Linked DNA regions of Mus musculus: region 1 is linked to region 2. The links are chromatin contacts, called in public promoter capture Hi-C maps. All regions are on one chromosome and are shown on one strand. The core of a region is the stretch at or near the end of the contact, and the rest is flanking DNA. Distances in the headings are between cores, read along the strand shown.

The links. Promoter capture Hi-C pulls out the DNA fragments that hold promoters and counts their contacts.
Region 1: a contact with region 2 is called in a promoter capture Hi-C map of neural stem cells. The contact joins the enhancer-like site here to the promoter of Sult6b1 in region 2. A contact is called at or near these places in 5 of 39 promoter capture datasets (the 3T3-L1 cell line, the SN4741 cell line, cranial neural crest and 2 more), 3 of 115 datasets of contacts at active chromatin or transcription factors (bone marrow-derived macrophages, large pre-B cells and stem cell-derived neural progenitor cells) and 1 of 9 other capture datasets (macrophages).

The regions. Positions count from the first base shown.
Region 1 is chr17:79,542,971-79,548,252 of GRCm38.p6, forward strand. No RefSeq gene overlaps it. Among named protein-coding and RNA genes, the nearest start is that of Gm10494, 35 kb to the left of the region's middle. Within about 2 kb of position 1,436, at least 74 of the 459 cell types and tissues checked have an H3K27ac peak or open chromatin away from gene starts, as enhancers often do. A contact at or near this core is called in neural stem cells, where this site is marked.
Region 2 is chr17:78,903,979-78,908,618 of GRCm38.p6, forward strand. It overlaps Sult6b1 (sulfotransferase family, cytosolic, 6B, member 1), which reads right to left and starts at 3,014. Exons shown (of 7, transcript NM_001163625.2): 1 at 2,816-3,014; 2 at 1,531-1,643. The coding sequence starts at 3,014.

The DNA of each region.
Region 1 (5,282 bases), core at 186-2,685, 640 kb after region 2:
TTATTGTTTGAGAGGGCACTAAGTGTGCAACCTAAGTGTTCTATAGCTTTGCATGATGCTTAAGCCAGATCCCTCATAGTATCATCCTATTAGGATGGTACCTTAGTGTTAGTGTGATACAATGTCATTAGATACTTGATACTTTACCTTTATTGTATCCAACTTAATTTTTACGCTTTTGAGGTTGTGTCATTCTTATGCCCTTGTACCATTAGTGAAGTCAAGGCATGCAACGGGAATAACATCCCAGAACTGGAAGCAAGATGAGCCAGACCTCAAACCTAGATATTCTGTGTCAGGGAACATGGTGGTAGAGAGAGCGACAAGTGAACTGTGGCTCGCTTCCTCAGCTGCCTACAGAAAATGTTTCAGAAGAATCTTTCTGTTGATTTATGATATATTTTTAAAAGCCCAATGGTGTAATTTAGTTTATACAAAAGCCCTTGTTTCTTGTGCATGGGCTAACTCAACAATGTAGTAAGGTTAGCCTCGCTCTCAAGATTAGTCACGTGGGGGCTGTGCACAGAAGCAAAGCATTGTAAGCATCCATAAGTAAGTTTGTAAGCTATCCATAAGTGATCTCCTAAAGGGGAGATCACCAACATCTGTCCTTAACAGGACACGAAGCAGTACCCTATACATGTCTACTCCTTGACCAAGTGGTCAGATAGTAAACAAGATGTGAATATTGGCACTGGAACCTACTAACCATTTACTCAAAAGAAGCAACCTGGTTCTGTTTTGCTATAGACTTCATTTTTTTTCCCATGCACAAACTCAATGACTCTATGCGACCTGTAGCATTCAAGCCTATGTCATTAATGTTCCCTTTCTCGGCCTTCTTCCAGTGTACATTGTTCAGGCCTATATCACAGAGACTATATCTCCCTACTTAATTCAACCTGCAAGATGTGAACACAGGATAAGTTAACTCTGCCTAGAAATTTAATGAACCCTGGGTACTCATCAGCCTGTTGGGTCTTTGTGTGTTTCAGAGCTCCTGCCTGCCCTGTGTCTCTTGCCAAAGATGGGAGCAGCTGGGTGTTGCCTTCCAGGATGTCAGCCAGCTTTTCTTGGCAGGAGTAATGCTTATTGTTGAAGTTCCCGAGTTGGCTGCTCACGGTCAGGAGCCGATGAAGATGCTGCCGAGTCTCCTATCAAAACCTCACACAAAGTAGTGGGGCTCCTGAACTCAACACATCGTTTGTGGCCCAAGGCTCATGTCCCATCTCTGTTACCTGAGTCTCCATTATGTAAATTAGTTCTCCCCTGTCCAGGTCTTGTGGGGGAACAGGCTGTTTGCAAAAGGAAGGAAAAGAAATGTTGGCTCAAAGCCGGTAGGTGGAATTCGGGCCAGAAAAGCTGCCTCCCACCTCTCTGCCAAGGCCTTTCAGCTCTGAATTGCTCTGTCCAACACACACCATTCCTACTGCTCAGCCAGATGTCAGGGTGGGGTGGCAGGCAGCCTATCTGAAGTCAGACACACAGAGGAGGAAGCTGTAGGTTTGTATCCAGGAGAAGCAACAAGGCTTCCTCTTTCAGAGTCCAGATCAAGAAAACAGGTCTGCTGGATAAAACACCACCAAGTTCCATGACTTAGTCACTGTGCCATAGCAAGGGAGTGCCTGGGTTTAGCAGGGGATCCGGCAGTGACCCGGACTTCAGGGTGAGCGGGTAGCCTCTCACATAGCCAGAGCCACCCTGGGCATGGTGTATCTGCAAAATTGCAGACACATTTCCTGAGATAAAATGACATGTATTAAGACATTCTAGAAATTAAAAACAAAAGGGGAACAGCCTCAGTAGGTCTTGACCCATAATATATCTGCCAACTTCTAGCAGCCTCCAGAGAACAGAAGAAGAAAGCAGCCTTTGAGACAACAGGTCTGCTTCTCTTGGCCACTATGTCTTCCTTTCTCTCTTCTCCACCCCTGTTTTAAGATCTCAGTCATGTGTGGGCCTATAAGGTGATCAGAGACCATTTGACCAGAGCTCTGACAGGGTGAGCAATGGTCTGGCATCGGAACACCTAGGAGGCCACCTGAACATACACAGGACAGAGTCAGGATAAGTGTCATGGGCCAGTGCTCACAGCCTACCTCCTCTCACCTTGTTCTCTAGCTGCATTGCTACAAGTCACTGCTATCCAGTCTACCAACCTCCCTTTCCATGCTCATCCAACCCAGTCTTCATCCTGAAGCCAAAAGGAACAGGTTTTCACATGCAAATCCAATCACTTAATCCTGAAATCGTCTCCCAGGTTCTCAAATGCACCCTGCCTCAGTCTCTTTTATACATCAATCTCCACGCCTGCTCCCTCACATTCAGTGTGCGAGGCTTATCCAACCTCTTCCTGTATTGGGATCCAGCAGACTTCCTCCTGCCTGCAAGAAGTTACCCTGAGTCTGCTGTTCACTTTGTGATGGACACCCTCTCAATATCCCCTTTGTCTTCTAGCAGCGTCAAGTTTACCTGAACAACTGCTACTCATTCTGCGTGCCCAGCTTCCCCATCCCAGGCTACTTACATCCGGGTGCCTGTCTCATGGCTCTCAGAGCCCTGATACTGGAGCTCTCATCACAGGGGATAGTATTCCCCTGGGGATCCCAGCGAATACCCCTGCACCCAATTCACTCCACCATAAGCACTATGCCAAGTTTTCTTCCACTGGTCCTGGAACTGACCAAATGACCAGGAAATTTATTTATTTAGTTAGTTAGTTGAAAGAAGTTAATTAGCAAAATTAGTTAACGAAATCTCCTAAGTCATTTGGACATTTGTTCAGACAAGCTCCGCCTGTCACCACTCGTCCTAGTCCGAGGGACTATTTTGCATAGGGATAGGGACCTGGTGGGTGAGTGTGCAGCAGGCCAATCAAGGAAGAAAACATAGAGAGGAAAGCAGTCTTGCCAGGTCAGGGGTCCAGGGATATGTGCCCAGGTTCCTCAGATATGTGACATTCCTTGCTTCTATTCCCTGTGTCTTAGTAATTTAAAGACACAGCGCCTCTGCCCTGTACAAACTCCTTCACATTACTTGGAGGCCAAGACAAGGGTGTTGCCAAAGGCACAAAGTGAACCAGAAGGATAGTTCACTGCCAGTTCTGAGACATCTTCTGTGGGTGTGTATGCTCTAATAAAATGAGTCTTTCCTCATTTGGGCAGACTCCATCATGGACTGCCTTACTGCCTCCCACCTTCCTCCCTCTTTGCCAGTCTACTAGGTACCATGTACTTCAAGCCAAAAGACCAAAGCTGCTTTGTCTTTGAGTTTCTGTGTAAACGTAAAATACATAGGCACTGTCTTAGTTAGGGTTTTACTGCTGTGAACAGACACCATAACCAAGGTTACTCTTATTAGGACATTTAATTGGGCCTGGCTTACAGGTTCAGAGGTTCAGTCCATTATCATCAAAGTGGGAGCATGGCCGCATCCAGGCAGGAATGGTAAAGGAGGAGCTGAGAGTTCTACATCTTCATCTGAAGACTGCTAGCAGACTACTGGCTTCCAGGAAGCTAGGATGAGGGTCTTAAAGCCCACACCCACAGTGACACACCTACTCCAACAGGGCCACTTTGATCGTACTTGATCACCTCACCCAGCTCCTCTCAGATCCACTCCCACAGCCACTCAACTTTGTGTTATATTAAGTCCACTTATGCATGTTGCCATGAGTATGTGGCCATCCACTGAACTTATGAAGGACCACAACCTTAAAGAAAACTGACTGTCCTTCTCCAAACAGCTATCACTTGCCAATAGCTCCCCCAGCTAAGGGTAGGACTTCAGCCAAACTCCTTCCTCTATGCTAGGGTTTTGTCTCTCTTGGGTTCACATAGGGCTTGCCCAAACTATCACAACCACTGTGAGTTGGTCTGTGCAACTGCCCTATTGTGCCCAGAAAATACTGTTTCCATGTAGTCACCCACTGCCTCTGCCTCTCTTGATCCTTCAGCCCCCTCTGCTGTGATGATCCCTGAATCTTGGCAGTATGTGTGTATGTTTTATGCAGATGCCCTGTTGAGAGCTCAGTGTTCTACAATCTTTTATTTTTGTGTACCTAGACCTGTTGTGGGCCTCTGTGTTAATCGCTAATGACAAAAACAAACAGTCATTAGGAGTCAGTTTAATTCCACTTAGCAGGATAATAGTAGATAGACTCTCCTCTAAAGTCTAGGATTTGTTATTTAAAATGGAGCTTTCTAGACTCTTTCTAACTTCAAGCATAAATATCAATTAGCAGCCAGCATATCATAAGCCTGGCTTCATGATGTTCAGTGAATCCTAAACAGGTTATGATTTATTCATGAGCATTAGTAATTTAATTTATTAATCAGTGGCCAGCATTGCGTAAGCCTGGCTCCCTGATGCTTAATGAGATCTAAAAACATTGTGATTTACTCATAGGAATTAGTAATAAGCCTAGAACAAAATTCTCTTTTACAGACTATGAACAGAATAAAAAGTTGTGAAGCTGTAGATATCTTCTCCGGGTGGTTTAAATAAAGAGACATATATTCATTGTCGGACTAACATCTAGAATATAAATGGAACTTGGTTATGACTCATTGAAAGAGGGGCCACCAGAATCCTGGGCAGAGAGATAGAGGAGGTTAGCGACGGCCCTTCCTTTCTAGGCTATGGGATGAGAGCAGCCCAGCCTCTCTGGAGGACATTCCCTCTTCTCCTGCTGCATTCCTTGGGTCCCAGGCTAGCTGGGCTTCCTAATTTGGAAGTGACCACAGAGCAAATCCTGACAGTAAGCCCTCAGTGTCCTGCCATGAACTCTCTAAGAGATGGCCTCTAGCCCTGCTTACACAATGAGCACCTCCAGTTCACTCTCTGGTGGCTTTCCAGTGTCACCAAAAGCTTTGGTTCACCCCGTTCCCTGAAGTGGGGCCTGCTGGTGGACCCAGTATATATTAATAGCATTAGCCAGCCTTCCTAAGGGAGCAATCCCTGGGAAGTTGGGACAAAAGAAAGCATTGGTAATTGATTAGTGTTCCCTATGGGGATCGTACAGTGTGGTACCTACCCTGACTAGTACTGCTCTGGAAAGAAAGTTTCCTGATCATCTGTCTCCTTCGCTTTCCATAGGCATTGATGGGCAGACTTTCACAGCCCAGACATTGGCTACTCTTTGTGTCTTCCACCAGATCTTGTGCCTTTCTCAATCTGCTTAGCCTCACTTTGAGAAGGCCATGAAGTCACATCTTCTGCATATGCCTAGATGCCTAATACACTGCTGGGCTCATCAAAGTCAGATACGCAGTTAGTGTGCT
Region 2 (4,640 bases), core at 1,764-4,263:
AATAAATAAATAAACCAGAAGGAAGAAGAAGGAGGAGGAGGAGGAGGAGAAGGAGAAGGAGGAGAAGAAGAGGAATCTCATGTATAACGTACAAGCCGACAGTCCAAATCCTATTTCAAACCTAAGACAAGCCCGTTTGTGCTGAAGGTAGGTAATAACATTGGCAAATAAAGTAAAAAAAAAAAAAAAAAAAGATCCTGACCCAGGACATAATAGGTTTTTAAAATAAAGGTTAGAAAGCTGGGCACACGTTAGTATCACTTCTAAAGCAATACCAAATGTCCTCATTAGGAGCAAGGTTACATGACAGTTGTTTGGCTTTTCTCTAGGTGTCCCATCTCTTCCCTTAGCAAAAGCTCACGAGTCCGTCCGTGCGTTCTCCTAGCCCTAAAGCCTGAGCCCCTGCTGTCTGAGCCTTCATTGGATGCCCTCGAGCATAACAACCCTCCCCAAGTTTGGGACGCTGGGCCTTAATGGCCTCTGAACTCTCTTTTGCACCTTGAGGTGCAGTGGGTGGCTGCCTGCGCACCGGGATTTGCGGCTTGCCTCCCACTCATGCTCAAGTCTCAAACAGCTGCCATTCAAACTTCATTTTTCTGCTGTTACTTTCCCCAATCCATGGAAATGGGCTCCCTTTAACCTTTGGGAACTTGACGTTTGTATTCGTCAAGCTGTAGAGTGTGGTCACTTCCCAGAAGCTGTCCCCGCAAGTCCCCATGGGACTTTCTCCATAGAGAAACTTGGTGGTTAGTACTTCCGGGGTTTTACAGGAATGGTTTCCCCTGGGTCCAGCCTTCCTTCCTCCCTGTATGAGGCCAGCAGAGGGCGGTTCATCATCTTCCTGCTGTGTCTAAGCATAAGATCCCAAAGCAGAGCCTACCTCTTACCCCTTCCTCCCTGGGCAGTAAGCAGAGATTCCCGAATGCAGTGTCCCAGCCAATTCTGATGAGAGAGAGAGAGAGAGCAATGCTAATAGGCTGAGAGCTCTGTAAGCGCTTTCAAGGCTCATCCTCATCGGAGGCTTGTCTGACCTAACTACCCCTTCGCTATTCCTCACTGGTCACGTACACAGCAGCTGTAATGAAGGCAAGGAAATTGAAAATGCCTCTGCCTAGCATCCTACCCGTGCCTGTAACTCTTGGGCTTAGTTCCTGTCCTGGGTGTTCTCAGATTACTTGCGCGTCAAGTTAAAAGAATTGCTACTATTCGTAAGAATAGCTGTATATTAAATTCTTTCAAGAGCTCGAATCAGAAAGCTCAGATTCCATTTTTGGCCTTGCCATTTATTATCTTCATCTTGGGCAAGGTTGGCAATTTCATCCTTTGTCAACTGGTGATAAAGTTGTTTTGTAAGAAAAATGAGATAATACTGGAAGAGGCCTGAGAATATGGTAAACAAGCAATAACTCCTGATCAGTGATCATTGTGAGCACCCTATTAATACTTTCTGAACCCAGAAGGGAAGACTCCAGAGTGAAAGAAATCCCCCTGGGATTGTGTGCTGTACCTTGAAAGACTTTGGGTACCAACCTGATATTTCTCGGCGTCACCACATTCAAGAACTGGAAATTCTGGACATGCGTATTTCTTTTTAGAAACGGCAAATATTAATTCACTGACAATATGGAGAATCCAGTTTGAACCTGTAAGAAAAACAAACAGAAAACAGAAGCTCATCAAGGAGTCTTATAACAAAGACATTTCACCTTCTCATATAGATGAGGAAATTTTACATTTTCAACTCTCCCATGATGTCTGCATTTGCTTCTTTAGAGGTTGAAAGAACCTAGATACTGGGAAAAAATAATTTGGGAGCAAAGAGCATTTGTGTGTATTAACAGGGAATTTAGTGAACTTATAAAATTCATCTTTCCTTTCCCTTCCCCGCTCCCTCCCACTCTTCCTTTCTTTTGAGGGCAGGGTACAGTGTACCCCACATTGGCTTCTAATTCATGAGTCCCCTGTCTCAGCCTCATGAGTATTGAGATTCCAGACATTTGACACCACATAAACCTCAGATGTCTCCTTGACATGACTCATTTTGAAAATAGAATATGTTTCTTAAAGAAGAATATTATGCTAGAGAAATGTTGGGTTTATATACTATATTTCCTCCGCAATTAAGCTACAGGAGTATATGACCTCGATTTTATAAAAGTCCAGCATTAAGTAACAGAAAAGTGTTCAAAGAAATGGGCTTTCGTAAGTAACAGTTGAAAGAATCAGTAGCAGATGCTGCCAGAGGGTGGAATAGCTCACACCCATAACCCAAGCTAGAGGCCGAAGCAGAAGACGTAAGTTCTAGGTCAGCCTGAACCTCAATTAAAACAAGCAAAGACTCAAACAGAAAAAGTAGATAATGTACAGTAGAGTAAGTTAGATTCTTAATCTTTATCCTCCAATCTTTTTCCGCCACTGATGACGGACCTTCTAAAACTGATTTGAGAAACCAGAGAATTAGTGTTAGATCCTGGATTAAAAAAAACAACCTCACCACATGGAAACCATTATATAAATGACAGAAATGACATCCTTCATTATCTGTCAAAAATAGTCACATTTTGTTATTCTGACCCCGCCATGCTGCCTCCCACCACTCATTCCATCATCTGCCGTGACCTCTGCACCCTGACCTCCAGGAAGCTATATCTCAAGCTGTCTCAGTTGTTGACTTTGTAACGCATGCACTCTCCTGTCCTGGTCTCCTCCCTGCTGATTTCCAGTGTGTTCCATGTGGAAACGAACCTCCTCCTTCCCACCTTCGCCCTCTCCCACCTCCTTCCAAAATGCACTCGTAGGGAAAGGTCCGCTTTACCACACTTCGGGTAGGATGCTAGCAGGACGTCATCACTTCTGGCTTCAAAGGCATCCAAAGCTCGGAAAGTTTCCTGAGTGCACATGGTGACTGGGTAAGGAATCCCCTGGTAGGTGAGAAATAACTGGGAAAGTGTTGTCTCTTTTGATTTTTCTAAAGCATCATCGATGTAGTCGATAAACTTGGACTTATCAGCCATGCTGGCTCCCTGATAATGTGTCCACTCTGTGTCACCCAGGTGGAGTGACTATTTGTAATAGTCTTTCCCAGTCACATGGAAAACAATCAACCATTCTCATTCACTCTTTCATCCTGTTTGAATATCCTCCTGGCAAAAGGTGAGGCCCAGGTGCGGACAGGCTCAGGAGCTGTTACTCTAGAGGCTTCTTATATTACGAGTTAGGCATCCCACCCCAGGAAAAGAAGAACTAAATCTCTTAGCAGAAGATTAATAGACACTAAATATCTAACAAATAGATGCTTAATAAACCAGACGTTCAGTTTTCCTATGAGAAACTCTCAGAGTGAGACTTCTGGTTTCCTTTGGATTGGCAGTTTCTCAAACACTTAGTTTGATGATTAAAATCACAGGGTAATTTAGTGAAGTGATTAAAGCCCCAATTTAGGGACATTCCTGGATACTGGGCTCAGTTTTGGTGTTTATGAACTTAAAAGATTTGTAAGTTTTGTCTTCACCCATTTAGCAGTACGTCCATGGTTCATAGAAGAGAACTGTTTTGTGAGAGGGAGAACTCAATGCAGGGCCATCTCCCATCCTCTGAGCTCTGCCCCCCTGCAGGTCAAGGACTCTAGGACAGATGGTTGATGGCTCTCCTCAGAGGACTGCCCAGCACCACTTTTCTCTAGGATCCTGGGTCCTATGACCATTGTCTCTCACTGAGTGGTGTGGCCCTGGGGCCCACAGAGAGGGAGGCTAAGTTATGTGCCCACCCTCTGGATCTTGTCCTTAAGATAAGGTGCTGCCAATTCTTTTACAGTTCCTTTCTCTTGGCTTTTATAATCTTTTTACAGCATGAAATCACTGTATTCTGATTACTGTATAAAGAAAAAGTCCATACAGCATAGCACAATTTGATGAAAACTTTTCTGGTGATAAGTAACTCACCTCCACGTGTACAACAAGGCATTCATAAATCTCTTTGAGGAGCAAAGTAAGCTAAATAAAGATCTGACGAAACTGGGTAAGGTGGTGGCACCTTTAATCCCAACACTCAGGAGGCAGCAGCACATAGGTCTCTGTGAGTTCAAGGACAGCCTGGTCTACAGAGTGAGTTCCAGGACAGCCAGGGCTACACAGAGAAACCCTGCTTAGTGGGGGTTGGAGGAGTATGGGAGTGAGAGGTGGGTGGGAAGCATGTTGGATAGTGTTTTTTTGTTTTTTTGTTTTTTTTGCACTGTGTATTCAAATCCTGATTTCTGCACTCAGATCCATTTGCAGTCAGACCTTGGCATTGTCAATATTATGAAGTTTCTCCCGACTCAGTATTTTGTAAAACATTGTTCTCCATCACCTTCTGATTGGTTAATTAAAGAGCTGAACAGCCAATAGATGAACAGGAAAGGAAAAGGCAGGACTTCTGAGGGGCGGGGGTTGGGGGGAAAGACCAAAGAATCAGAGGACCAGAGAGTTGCCATTGGGACATAGAAGGAGGTGCCAGGGAGAGGCTAAGATGGCAGGTATAGGCCACATATCTGGGAAGTAGCTTAAGGCCAGTATTAGAATAGCTGACTATAGAATAGCAGGCTATAGTGCCTGAAGCTCTTAATAAATATAAAGGAATCTGTGTCATTATGCAGAGCAAGG